2 separate regions of the Capsicum annuum genome follow, and region 1 is linked to region 2. A link is a contact called in public Hi-C data. All regions are on one chromosome and are shown on one strand. Each heading gives the region's core, a stretch centred on a gene start, on an enhancer-like site or on the middle of the called end of the contact. The rest is flanking DNA. Distances are from core to core; before and after follow the strand shown. Region 1 has its middle 9.7 kb from the start of LOC107873228. Region 2 overlaps LOC107873225.

What was found. A called contact is a pair of places that touch in the nucleus more often than the background predicts.
Region 1: a contact with region 2 is called in a Hi-C map of leaf, with 3 times the contacts expected there. The contact joins two enhancer-like sites. A contact is called at or near these places in 2 of 5 Hi-C or Micro-C datasets (leaf and placenta).

The regions. Positions count from the first base shown.
Region 1 is chr6:99,200,565-99,206,581 of UCD10Xv1.1, reverse strand. No RefSeq gene overlaps it. Among protein-coding and RNA genes, the nearest start is that of LOC107873228, 9.7 kb to the left of the region's middle. Within about 2 kb of position 4,116, at least 4 of the 5 cell types and tissues checked have an H3K27ac peak or open chromatin away from gene starts, as enhancers often do. A contact at or near this core is called in leaf, where this site is marked.
Region 2 is chr6:98,718,959-98,724,867 of UCD10Xv1.1, reverse strand. LOC107873225 reads left to right here. Exons shown (of 10, transcript XM_016719983.2): 9 at 2,566-2,826; 10 at 3,543-4,152. The coding sequence ends at 3,887. Among protein-coding and RNA genes, the nearest start is that of LOC107873225, 38 kb to the left of the region's middle. Within about 2 kb of position 4,642, at least 4 of the 5 cell types and tissues checked have an H3K27ac peak or open chromatin away from gene starts, as enhancers often do. A contact at or near this core is called in leaf, where this site is marked.

The DNA.
Region 1 (6,017 bases), core at 2,867-5,366, 480 kb before region 2:
GCCAGATCTCTGGTGAAGTTAGTTACACCACACGATGGAATTAGCTGCAATCTACCATCGATCACTTTTGGAAATTTCCTTCCCCCAAAATTTCAATCTATTCCTGAGAAAGAGGAGGATACGTCAACAAATTCTAATTCACCTAGGTCGCTGCATATGCAAAACTTTTGGGACTCGATTGGGCCACAAGCAAATCGATGCCTTTAATTTTCCACAGTGACTAATTCTACCAACAATTCCCTTATAGTCAAACCGGAGTATGGTGAGAATCGAGCTAGCCACAAAGGAAAATCGCTATCGTATGTTCCACCAACTTCGAAGCAAGGTAAGATATCTGTACGTATTGTTAAGGATGATATATGTATCCAAATAGAGTACTGGAAACATTCACTGATAGGTTATGTAATTGGGGATACCCCCTATATGAAATCCATGGAAGCTTACATTATGAATGTCTGGAAGTGTCCGGTGAAACCCCAAGTGCTCGGTCTTGACAATGGGTGTTTTATATTTAGATTTGCATCGGCTGAGAAGTGTGATAGAGTACTAATGAGAGGGCCTTATACTTTCCATAACAAACCATTCATTGTGCAAACGTGGGATATTGATTTTGAATTTGACCCTAACTGTATCACTACCATCCCACTATGGGTTACATTCCCAGGTTTACCTGTTGGTTATTGGTCCTGTGAAACACTGAGTAAGATAGAAAGTGCTACAGGCAAATCTAAACACACTGACCAATTTACTGCCACAATGGAAAGAATATCTTATGCAAGGGTGTTGGTAGAAACTGATGTAGCGCAACCTTTAATTGAAGTCATCGAGATGATCACTCCAACGGTTGTTTTTTAGCTATTGGTAGAGTATGAATAGAGATCAAAATATTGTGGCCACTATTTGAAGTTTGGCCACACATATGAGGGATGCTGCACTAAAGAAGAAACTGAGAAACATGAGGAAGAGGATTTCAAGGAAGCACAAAAAAAAAGAGAAGAAATAAAAGATGAAAGAGACCTCAATAACAACAATGGCAACATAGAAAGGTGAATGCAGTAGCTATAAATAAAACCATAGCTGATCCTTTCATGGACCCCCTGGGGAAAGAGGTAAGAACTAAACCAAACTCCTCATAAGTAGTGGTAATTACTGATAAGGATATGCCTAGTACCAGCACAGGAAATAAATTTCCCCCCTTGCTGCACATCCCTGCTGAAGAGAACCCTTCAAGGCTGCCTGGTGAAGCTCCTAATGTATGATTATATCCACATAGAATGTCAGGGGACTAGACCATCCCCTGAAACATAAAGAGGTGAAGGTCTTTCTAAGGAAGCATAAGATAGATATAATAGGTTGCGTAGAAACCAGGATAAAGGAATAGAAGGCTGGAACTGTCCTGAAAAATATTATGCTGAAGGTAGTTCATGAGTTTTTTGTGTCAGGAAAAATGCTGAAATCTTTTAGCTTTACAACTATGACTTTGATACCTAAATATGATAACCCTACTATGGTGAAAGACGATAGACCTATAGCCTGCTGCACAACCTTTTATAAACTGATAGCAAAGATCCTCACCAATAGGTTGAAGAAGGTTATAAGATCTATTATAGTACCCTCACAATCTTCATTTGTTGAAGGCAGAAGTATTATTGATAATATCCTATTTAGTCATGAACTCTTCAAGCGGTACTCTATAAAGGGTCTTTCCCCTAGGTGTGTGTTGAAAGTGGATCTTAGAAAATCTTATGACTCAGTAGAATGGTTCTTTCTCAAGGGTATGCTAGCTAAGCTAGGATTTCCTACGAAGTTCATAAGCTGGGTCATGGAGTGCATAAGTTCTGTATCCTATTCCTTGATCCTAAATGGGGGACTTACAAAACCTTTCCAAGGGAAAATAGGTATAAGACAAGGTGACCCCATGTCACCCTACTTTTTTGTGATAGTTATGGAGTACTTAAATAGATTTAAGCTGCATAGACAGAGAAAAGGGCTTCCAATACCACCCTAGATGCAAAAAACTTAGGGTTAAGCACATCTGCTCCTATTCTGTAAAGCTAAATTACCCTCAATCACTCTCATCTAGGAGGCTTTCTATAGGTTCTACAAGGCATCTGGCTTTCAAGCAAATATTGACAAAAACTCAGTCTATTTCTCGAGTGTAAACCTCAGGAAAAGCAACAAATCCTTGAGTATCTGGGCTACAAGGAGGAGGGTATTCCCCTTAAATATCTAGGTGTACCTCTTTCCTCAAAAAAGATTACTATAGATCAACGCATGCCCTTGGTGGAAAAGGTTGTTGAAAGAATGACATATTGGAGTGCAAAGTTAATCTTATATGCAGGAAGACTCCAGCTAATAAAGGTTGTGGTGTTTATTATCCAAACTTACTATACACAGATATTCTTGCTACCAAAGAAAATTATGAAGATGATAAATAGGTTGTGTAGAGTTTTTTTTGTAGACTGGAAATATACTGACTTCTAAAAAAGCACTTGTGGATTGGGAAAAGATTTTCCTTCCAAAGGCCGCAGGGGGTCTAAATGTCATGAACTTATACCTTTGGAATGCAACTGCTATTACAAAACAGCTCTGGGATCTTGCTGACAAGAATGACTGTCTTTGGATTAAATGGGTTCATATCTATTACATAAAAAATAATTCTATAGAGTCCTATGCAAGCCCAAAAAATTCTACTCTGGTTATCAGGAAGATCATTGATTCAATACAACAGATTATGAGGGCCCATGGATTACAAGAAGACTTGCAGACTAGACTGGCATCATGTGTCAAAGGCTCAAAGTTCCTGATTAAAAAGCTTTATGATGCGTTGTCACCTCAATATCCAAAATTCCCTTGGAAAGGTATTATGTTAAGCCCATGTATACATCCCAGGCATAAGTTCACATTATGGATAGCATTACACCACAGGATCCCTATAGTGGAAAGACTAGCAAGAATTGGGATACAAATACCTGTTGAATGTGTGTTCTATCGAAATGCTGATGAGACCCATGATCATCTATTCATGAAGTGTAATGTCATTAGAAGACTGTAGAGCAGATTGCTGCAATGGATAGGAGTACAGAGGAATGTAGGTTACTGGACAACTGAATTAAAGTGGGTGACCAAACAAACAAAGGGAGGATTATCCAAAAGCTCCATCATTAGCTATATATTTGCGATGGTGATCAATACAATGTGGAGAACCAGGAACCTTATCCTATTCTAATAGGGAAGGTATAATTAGGACCAGGTTTATCGGGAAATTTCCATCCATGTCAATATCCAAAGCCAAACATACAGGAAATGGGAAGTTCCTCTACAACAAGTTACAGTACCATGAAGAAGTCACCTGATTGTTGCTATAATTTCTTGATCGTAATTTTGATAGAACGTCTCTTTGTTAGTTATTATTAGATTAGAATCCCTAACTGATAGGTGAGGTCCTAGAGTTGGTAAAGTTTTGATTTCCTGTATGAGAAACAGGGGGTTTAACCCTGTTTGGAACTTGAAAATATCCTTTTGGTGAAATAAAATATTTATTTACCAACAAAAAATCTTGCTCCTACTTTGTGAAGGTAAGAGAGGTTATTTCCGATAAAGTTATCATCATCTTCGAGCATGTTAACCCATGCTTCTATTCCTTCCCCGTATTTTATGCGCAGAAAGATGATTATATTCTCATACGAAAAATGGTCGTACATACCCATACTGGCTTTCCCCTTCTGAAATCCACTTTATACACAGGAAACCTACACCAGCTTGTAAAATTACAAAACTCAACTTCCCTTTTAAAAACATCTTAGCTAACTTTCCCATATGTTTCAAGAAGTCTAGTCTGTTCTTTAATTTCCTAATGTAATCACTATTGATTTTCCTTATTTCACTTCTTAGCTGGTATATCAAATCGTGTCTTGTACTACTTTCAACCATTTCTGAAAATGCCAACGCAGCTGTCTATAAGTTCCCAAAGAAGTAGTCTAGTATGGTTGGATTCATTCTCGACCTTTAATTCACTGCATGCACGAACATCTTCTTGTTAGAATCTTTGTTCAATTTCCAAGTCTCCTCCCATATAAAGGTTGATAGAGCTTCCACGCGAGTGGGATCTTTCTCTTGTGATCCTGATGAAGCTGATTTCTTGAGGGCATCAAGCTTTTCCTTATAAAAAACAAATCTCCTCTTTGTTAGAACTTTTCCTTTTTCATCCCTAAGGATGTATTAAAACTTGAATTAGACAAGTCTATCAGTGGAAAAAGAGTAGTTGCCAGGTTAAAATAAGGTTGCACAATTTTCGAGTCCCCTCCGTGGCCTTGTATCAAATAAATTAACTTGGGCTGCTAGAAGGACATCATCATAATCATCATCATCATCATCATCATCCTTTTCTACTTTTGGGAGGAAATCTCTTAGTTTCTCCATTTTTGGAGTTTCTACATACTCTGAGAAGTTATAACCATGACCTTGAGCAACAATAAAATCAGCTCCAGCATCATTGCAATCGATGAAATATTTTTTATCGTCGAGCCTTCCAGCTAACGGGAAGAATCAACTTAAAGCATCAGATAGAGATTGCTTCAAAGACACTAATTTGCGAAAAAGTTGATAGAAGAAAATTAGAGGGATGAAAACTGGAGGTGAGATTTGATCAAGAAATGATAGTTTGTGGATTCTAAGCAGAGGAGAAGTTGGGAAGGATGATTTGATCATTTTTTTGGATATGATCTCCACCTTGTTGGCTTCCATCATCACTTGTACTTTTATGATCCTCTCAAAATTGAATAAATACTTGTTATTTAACTATGGAAATGAAGAGTATTGCTTTTAAAATGCTATATGTAGGATGTGGTATTTTAATCCATTTGAAAAATATGTTTATTTCCTAACTTGACAATGTTTGATTTCAATATTTCACATGCTTTGCTCCCAAAAGAAATCAGTCGTTCATCATGTGATTATGACTAGCTGCATTTACAACATTTGATTCGATAATGACTAATATAAGCGATCCACTTGTCTTGCTCTAAAAAGAATTGGCAAAATATCTACTGGACCTATACTTATTTGTGTTTGTATTCTGGACCCTCTTACTTATCTTTTTGTTTGCTGAACTCTTAAACCCATTAAAATGCAATATTTTAAATCCTATGACCGTTGAACAAGCTTATTTGGCAAGTTAATGGTTACATTGGAATAAATACTGAAATCACGAATATAAGACGCATACACGTGAGATTTTTGACTAAAAATAATTAAAATAAATAAAAGGACCAAAAAATTTTAAAATGCCCGACAACCTTCTTTCTTCCACCCCCACCCTCTTTTCCTTACCCCACCTTTCAATCCCTTCAACTAAAATATGTTTTGATTTGGCCCTGTCACCAAAATCCAATTTTTTCATAGTTCTTCGTTCACTCGATCAAACTTTTCGATTCCACCCTTCCTCAATTCTTCCTCTATTTTCACGACCTTCAAAGTTTTAATTTATTTTGTGTTTTTTATTTTTCTCTCTAATTTGAAAGTCATATTTAATTAAACCAAATTTTCAATCAAAAAATACAAATCTTTTCTTTACTAAATTAAAGAGAAAATATTGTTACTCCTTGAAACTAAATTAAAGAAAACAAAATAAAATCACAAAAAACTTTCAAGCCCTTCTTCTACCATCAAATACTACGAATAATAAAGAGTATAATAAAATTATTTCTACTTTGAAATTTTTTTATAATCTCTTCCCCAAGTTTCACTAACTTTGTAGTAAAAGGAATCTGAAGAAGAAATAAGGAGGAAGAAGGGATCTAAGAAGAAGAATAACAGAGAAAAGAGGGGGTGGGGTGGGGTGGAGGGTTTGATGAAGAAGAGGAAAAAAATGTGGATGGGAGGATGTTGGGGAGGGGGCATGAGAGGGGACCTAGTGAATGAAGAAAAAGAGATGAGGGAAAGAGGAACAAAGTAGATGGTAGGTATGAATAACATAAGAAGTGGACTGGGGGGTGAGGGGTATGTGATTTAATTAT
Region 2 (5,909 bases), core at 3,393-5,892:
TGGATGTTTGTTGAAAACTCTTCGAACAGACAATGGGAAGGAGTATACTTCAAGTGAATTTCATTTGCTTTGTGATGATATAGGAATTAAGCATCAACTTACAATCACTCACTCACCCCAGCAAAATGGAGTTTCTGAAAGAAAAAATCGGTCTGTTCTTGAGATGGCTAGGTGCATGATTTTTCAGAAAAGGTTGCCGAAGTCTTTTTGGGCGGAGTCGGTAAACATATCAATTTATCTGCAAAATAGATTGCCAAAAAGGGTTGTGGATGGGATGACACCAGTTGAAGCTTGGAATTGCATAAAACCATCAATTAGGCATCTAAAGGTGTTTGGTTCTTTTTGTTATACTCATGTACCAATTGTCAAACGGTGTAAGCTTGATGAAAAAGTTGTAAAAGAAATTTTGGTTGGTTATAGCTTCATCTCAAAGGGCTATAGAATCTACAATATTGAATCTGGGAAAGTTTTTGTAAGTCGTGATGGTGGATGAAGATGCTTATTGAGATTGGAATATCTCTCAAGTCAGAAAGAAGTCAGAAAGATGGTTGTTGAACCTACTTTTCAAGATTCAAGTGAAGACTTGGAAGCAGAAAATGATGAACATTTTGCTGTTAGAGGCACCAGACCATTGGCTGAAATTTATGAAAGATGTAATCTTGTTGTCTTGGAACATTCAAACTTTCAAGCTGCCTCCAAGGTTGAAGAATGGAAGCAAGCGATGGAGGAGTAAATTGCCATGATTGAGTGAGAAGAATGAAACATGGAAACTTGTTGACAAACCTGAAAATAAGCAAGTTATTGGAGTAAAATGGGTGTACAGAGTGAAATTGAGTGCGAATGGATCTATCAACAAGCACAAAGCAAGGCTGGTCGTTAAAGGTTATTTTCAACAGCTTGGAGTTGATTACTCGGATACTTTTGCACCTGTTGCAAGGATGGGCACCATCAGAATTTTGATTGCATGGGTAGCACAAATGAAGTGGAAAATCCGGCATTTAGATGTCAAATCTGCCTTTTTGAATGGCTTTCTAGAAGAGGAAATTTATATAGCTCAACCAGAAGGTTTTGTGGTTCAAGGAAGTGAAGGTAAGGTGTATAAGCTTCGAAAAGCTTTATATGGGTTGAAGCAAGCTCCCAGGGCTTGGTAGTAGAATCTATGCTCAATTGTGCAACCAAGGTTTCCAAAAAAGTGACAATAATGCTACACTTTATGTGAAGACACTCCCTAATGATGGCTCATTAATTGTTTCTTTATATGTTGACGATTTGCTTGTGACAGGTAGTGATGAGGAAGAGTTTTTGAAGTTTAAATTGAAAATGGAGAAACTGTTTGAAATGTCAAATTTGGGAGAGATGGAGTATTTTTTTGGGCTGGAAGTATGCCAATCAAAATCTGAAATTTTTCTCAATCAACACAAGTATGCTTTGGAGATTCTGAAAAAGTTCAGAATGCAAAATTGTAAACCTGTTCCTACACCATTGGTTTTGAATACAAAATTCATAAAAGAAACGAAGTAGAGAAGTGTGATGCTTCATTATATAGAAGTTTGATTGGAAGTCTCTTGTACTTAACGGCTTCAAGGCCTGATTTAATGCATGCCGCTAGTTTTCTTTCAAGATTTATGCAAAGTCCCAACGATATTCATGTTGCTGCTGCGAAAAGAGTGCTTAGGTATTTAAAAGTTATTGTACAACTTAGAATATGGTTTAGACCAGTTGAAGAAGGTGCTTTGCTTGTCTTTGTTGATAGTGATTGGGCCGGACATATTGGCGATATGAAGAGCACTACTGACTATGCTTTTTCCTTGGGTTTTGGTGTGTTTTCTTGGAATTCAAAGAAGCAAGAAATAGTGGTGCAATCCACTGCAGAGGCAGAGTGCAGTGTATGTAGCAGCATCTAGAACAACAAATCAAGCTTTTTGGTTGAGGAAAATTCTGAAGGATCTTGGAATGGAATCGCAAGTTGCAACTAAGATCATGTGTGATAACACCTCGGCAATTGCAATTGCAGAAAATTCAGTGCAACATAGTAAAACAAAGCACATCCTTGTCAAGTATCATGCCATTAGAGAAGCTGAGAAAAATAAGGAAATCAAGCTTGTCCATTGTAGTTCAGAGGAGCAACTCGCTGATATATTTATCAAAGCTCTTCCCAAATACAAATTTGAAGCTCTTTGTGAACAACTTGGAGTTACCAGCAAACATTTCAAGGAGTGTTGCAATATTGAGTTGTTTGCTGTTATCTTTCCTTTTTAGTTTAGTAATTTTATTTCTGAAATTCAGTTATTTAGTTGAGATAGACTAGGATTTTATTAGTACCCTTGTTGAAATAGAATAGGAGTCTTTTGTCTATTTATTTTCTAAGATGTGAATGAATAAATAAGCAGAATATTTTTTTTTATCATCTAAAAGTAACTTTTCTTCTTGTTCTTCTTCTCTGTATTCTGTATAACAACATTAAATTTGTTGTGTGTTTGTTTCTTTCGTTTTCTTTTGGGGTTCTCCAAATGTATTCACACCACATTTTTCTTTTTCCTCGTCTGTAAATTATCAATCTTGCAGAGAGTGATGAAGGAGAAAAATGCTCTTGCGGAAAGGTTAAAGAATGCTGAAGCTGCACGGAAAAGATTTGATGAGGAATTGAAACGCTATGCCACAGAGAAAGTGACCAGAGAAGAATTACGAAAATCACTTGAGGATGAAGTACGCCGGTTGACCCAAACAGTTGGGCAAACAGAAGGGGAGAAACGTGAAAAGGAGGAGCAGGTTGCTCGCTGTGAAGCTTTTATTGATGGAATGGAATCCAAGCTGGAGGCTTGCGAGGTTCTTACTCTTGATATTTCTTGTCCTGTTTCCTTATGTCTTGTTTTCTGCCTTCATTATGGAGGTGGTTTAAATCTTCTATGTTGTGAAAATGTAAGAAAAAAGGATCTTTCCTACCTAGTCGAATATCACAAAAAATTTAAAAATGAAGTATAGATATATTAGGCAAAGCAGCCATCGTAGTATTTATGGAAATTTGATCACTTAGGGAGTATATTTTTCTTTATTGTTATAATTTAGAAAGGCAGGACTGCATTCTATATATCCTTCTAGGGCTGGTTCAGGTGTTTTGAGTCTATATATAAGAGTACTGAATTTTTGTTGGTTTCTTGGATGTGCCTTACTTTCACCCTCTCAAAGGTAGCAGAAGAGTGCAAAAGCTAGCAAAGGTGTGGATCTTTTTTAATTCGTTTTTTTTTTTTAAATTATTTTGTTTTTTTATAAATCTTGCAGAAGTCAAGATAGGAAAATATAAAAATGATAAGCAATTTTCCATGGATATAAGGCTACTTCTGCTAATTTAACGATTTAATCTTTTTCCCTTTTGAGTTTTCTGGTTTTATTTGTCTTTCTTCCACATCGTTTGTGATCACTGTTACTGTACAAATTTGGCACAATTTTGGTGCCATCTTGCGACTCTTTTTTTTCTGTGGAACTTACTGTGATAGGCGCTAGGTATCAAAACTGATTATTTTCTTTTGTTGCTTCATTTTCAGCAATACATCCGTCAGCTTGAAGCATCACTTCAGGAAGAAATGTCTCGGCATGCCCCACTGTATGGAGCTGGCTTGGAAGCTTTATCAATGAATGAGTTGGAGACATTGTCACGGATTCATGAAGAAGGGCTCAGACAGATCCACGCCATCCAACACCGCAATGGAAGTCCAGCTGGTAGTCCTTTAGTAAGCCCCCATAATCTTCCACCCACTCATGCGTTGTTTCCTGCCGCTCCTCCTCCAATGGCTGTTGGACTGCCCCCATCCCTTGTTCCAAATGGTGTTGGGATCCACAGCAATGGGCATGTAAATGGTTCGACTGGGCCTTGGTTCAATCGTTCTTGAATCTAGGTGTAGGACGACCCTTGGTATGATCAAGGTGTTTAGCTGTCTCATCCCAGAGCCTTGGAGCTTGGTCGGAGAGCAATGTGTAGGCAGTCGGGTCATCTTTTCTCTCTTTTTTTTTTTTTTGAGTTGTTTGGCATAGGCTGGTAGCACTGTGGTGAAAAAATGGTATTGATCCAATGGCACAAACAGTTCAAATGGCACACTCATTCATGGTTTTAACTTTTTCGTTAAATCAATTAAATGCATTAGAAAATTTTGATTACCGTTTCTCTCGTATACTCAGAAACTCGGATCTTCATTCGCGCTTCATAGTTACATCTGTGACTTTCTTGGTAGGGGCTAATTTTTAAAAGGAAAAAGTTCAAATATGCTATCGAACTTTGAGAAAAGACTTATTAGAAGTTAGAGTTTAGTAATGCCATTGATGTTAAACAATCATTTTTATTTACAGGAAAAAGAACCTGGTTTTACAATACTACTTTCTGCACATGGCAAATAATAATTCGGTCGTGTCACTAATCAAATCAACCAAAAATTAAAAACCCACCTAAACTAAAAAAAAAACGCACTTACCCGACCCACATTCTAATTCCTACTTCACACTTCTTCGCTTTCTTCCTCATCCGTCACCGCCACCAAAGTAGGTCCAGCTCTGCTTATAGTGCAACCAAACGCCCTTTGACGCCGCTTCTTCACCCGTCCATCCCAGGAATTAACGGCCTCTTGTCGGCTCGACAATCTTATCCGATGGAAACGCCTTGCCTAAACTCCTGCAATATCACGGCCACCGATGCCTCCCGCCTGACTAAAGTTCCATGTCACCTCCGGTGGCTATGCGGCCCTCATGTTCTTCGTTGGGGATTTGAATTCGGAATTAGAAAGTAAAAAAACAAATCTTTTTCATATGGAAACTTCAATGGAATCAATTCTAGTAGATCATAACTTCTACTCAACACAAAACTACCCTTGATTAAAGTTGCTATATTATCAGCAGCACTAGACCCAAGTCCACTGCTCAACGGCAACGCATTTTCAAGAGAATTTGATAAAGCAACTGTATCATCAGCATCTTCATAACCTTCACTCTAATCGGTTAAAAGGGGATGTGGGTCGGTAAGGGTGGTTTTTTTTAAAATTCAGGTGGGTTTTTAATTTTGGTTGATTTGATTAGTGACGTGGCCGAACTATTATTTGTCACGAGTAAAAAGTGGTATTGTAAGTTCAAAAACTGTTTTCTGCTAATAAAAATGGCAATAACCAACCATTTGTTTAACGGCAATGATCTAAATGAGTTCAATTTTAACGGATAATATAAATGAGTTTTTTTTTAAAAAAATTTAATAATATATTTGAGCCTTTTTCCTTATTAGTTTTGCAGCACGTGAATGTCAAGTCATGTAGTACACACAGTTGTTATCACTTTAGTCTTAAAATAACTACCTATAATAAAAATAAAATAAAATAAAATAATTGTTATGAAATATAAAACAAAGAAGAAGAATAGAGAGAGAAAAAAGAATGAATATTATTTCTCTTGAGGGATTCTTGATGGGTTAATTATAATGAAAGAAAATTTCTTTATTTATAGGGAAAAACTAATCTTGGGGTTTCTAACTTTTTCATAAATAGACACACTATAATTGGTAAAGTACACATTCACTTTATATGATAAAGTAGACATTCACTATATATAGTAATATATTTATAACACTCCCCCTTGAATGTCTAATTGATAGATAATGTGCCTCGTTAAAACCTTACTAGAAAAAACTCAGTGAAAAAAAATCTAATAAAGAAAAAAGAATATATCTCTGACAATACGCATATAGGCTGCCTCATTAAAAACCTTACAAGGAAAATCCAATGGAACAAAATCCCGTAAGGAGAAAAGAGTACAACGCGTATTAACTCCCCCTAATGAGAACATTCTTGAGCCTTTGTATCCCGATCTTGTGCACCATCTTCTTGAAAGTTGCAATTGAAGGAAACTTGGTGAATAAATCAGTTATATTGTCAGTT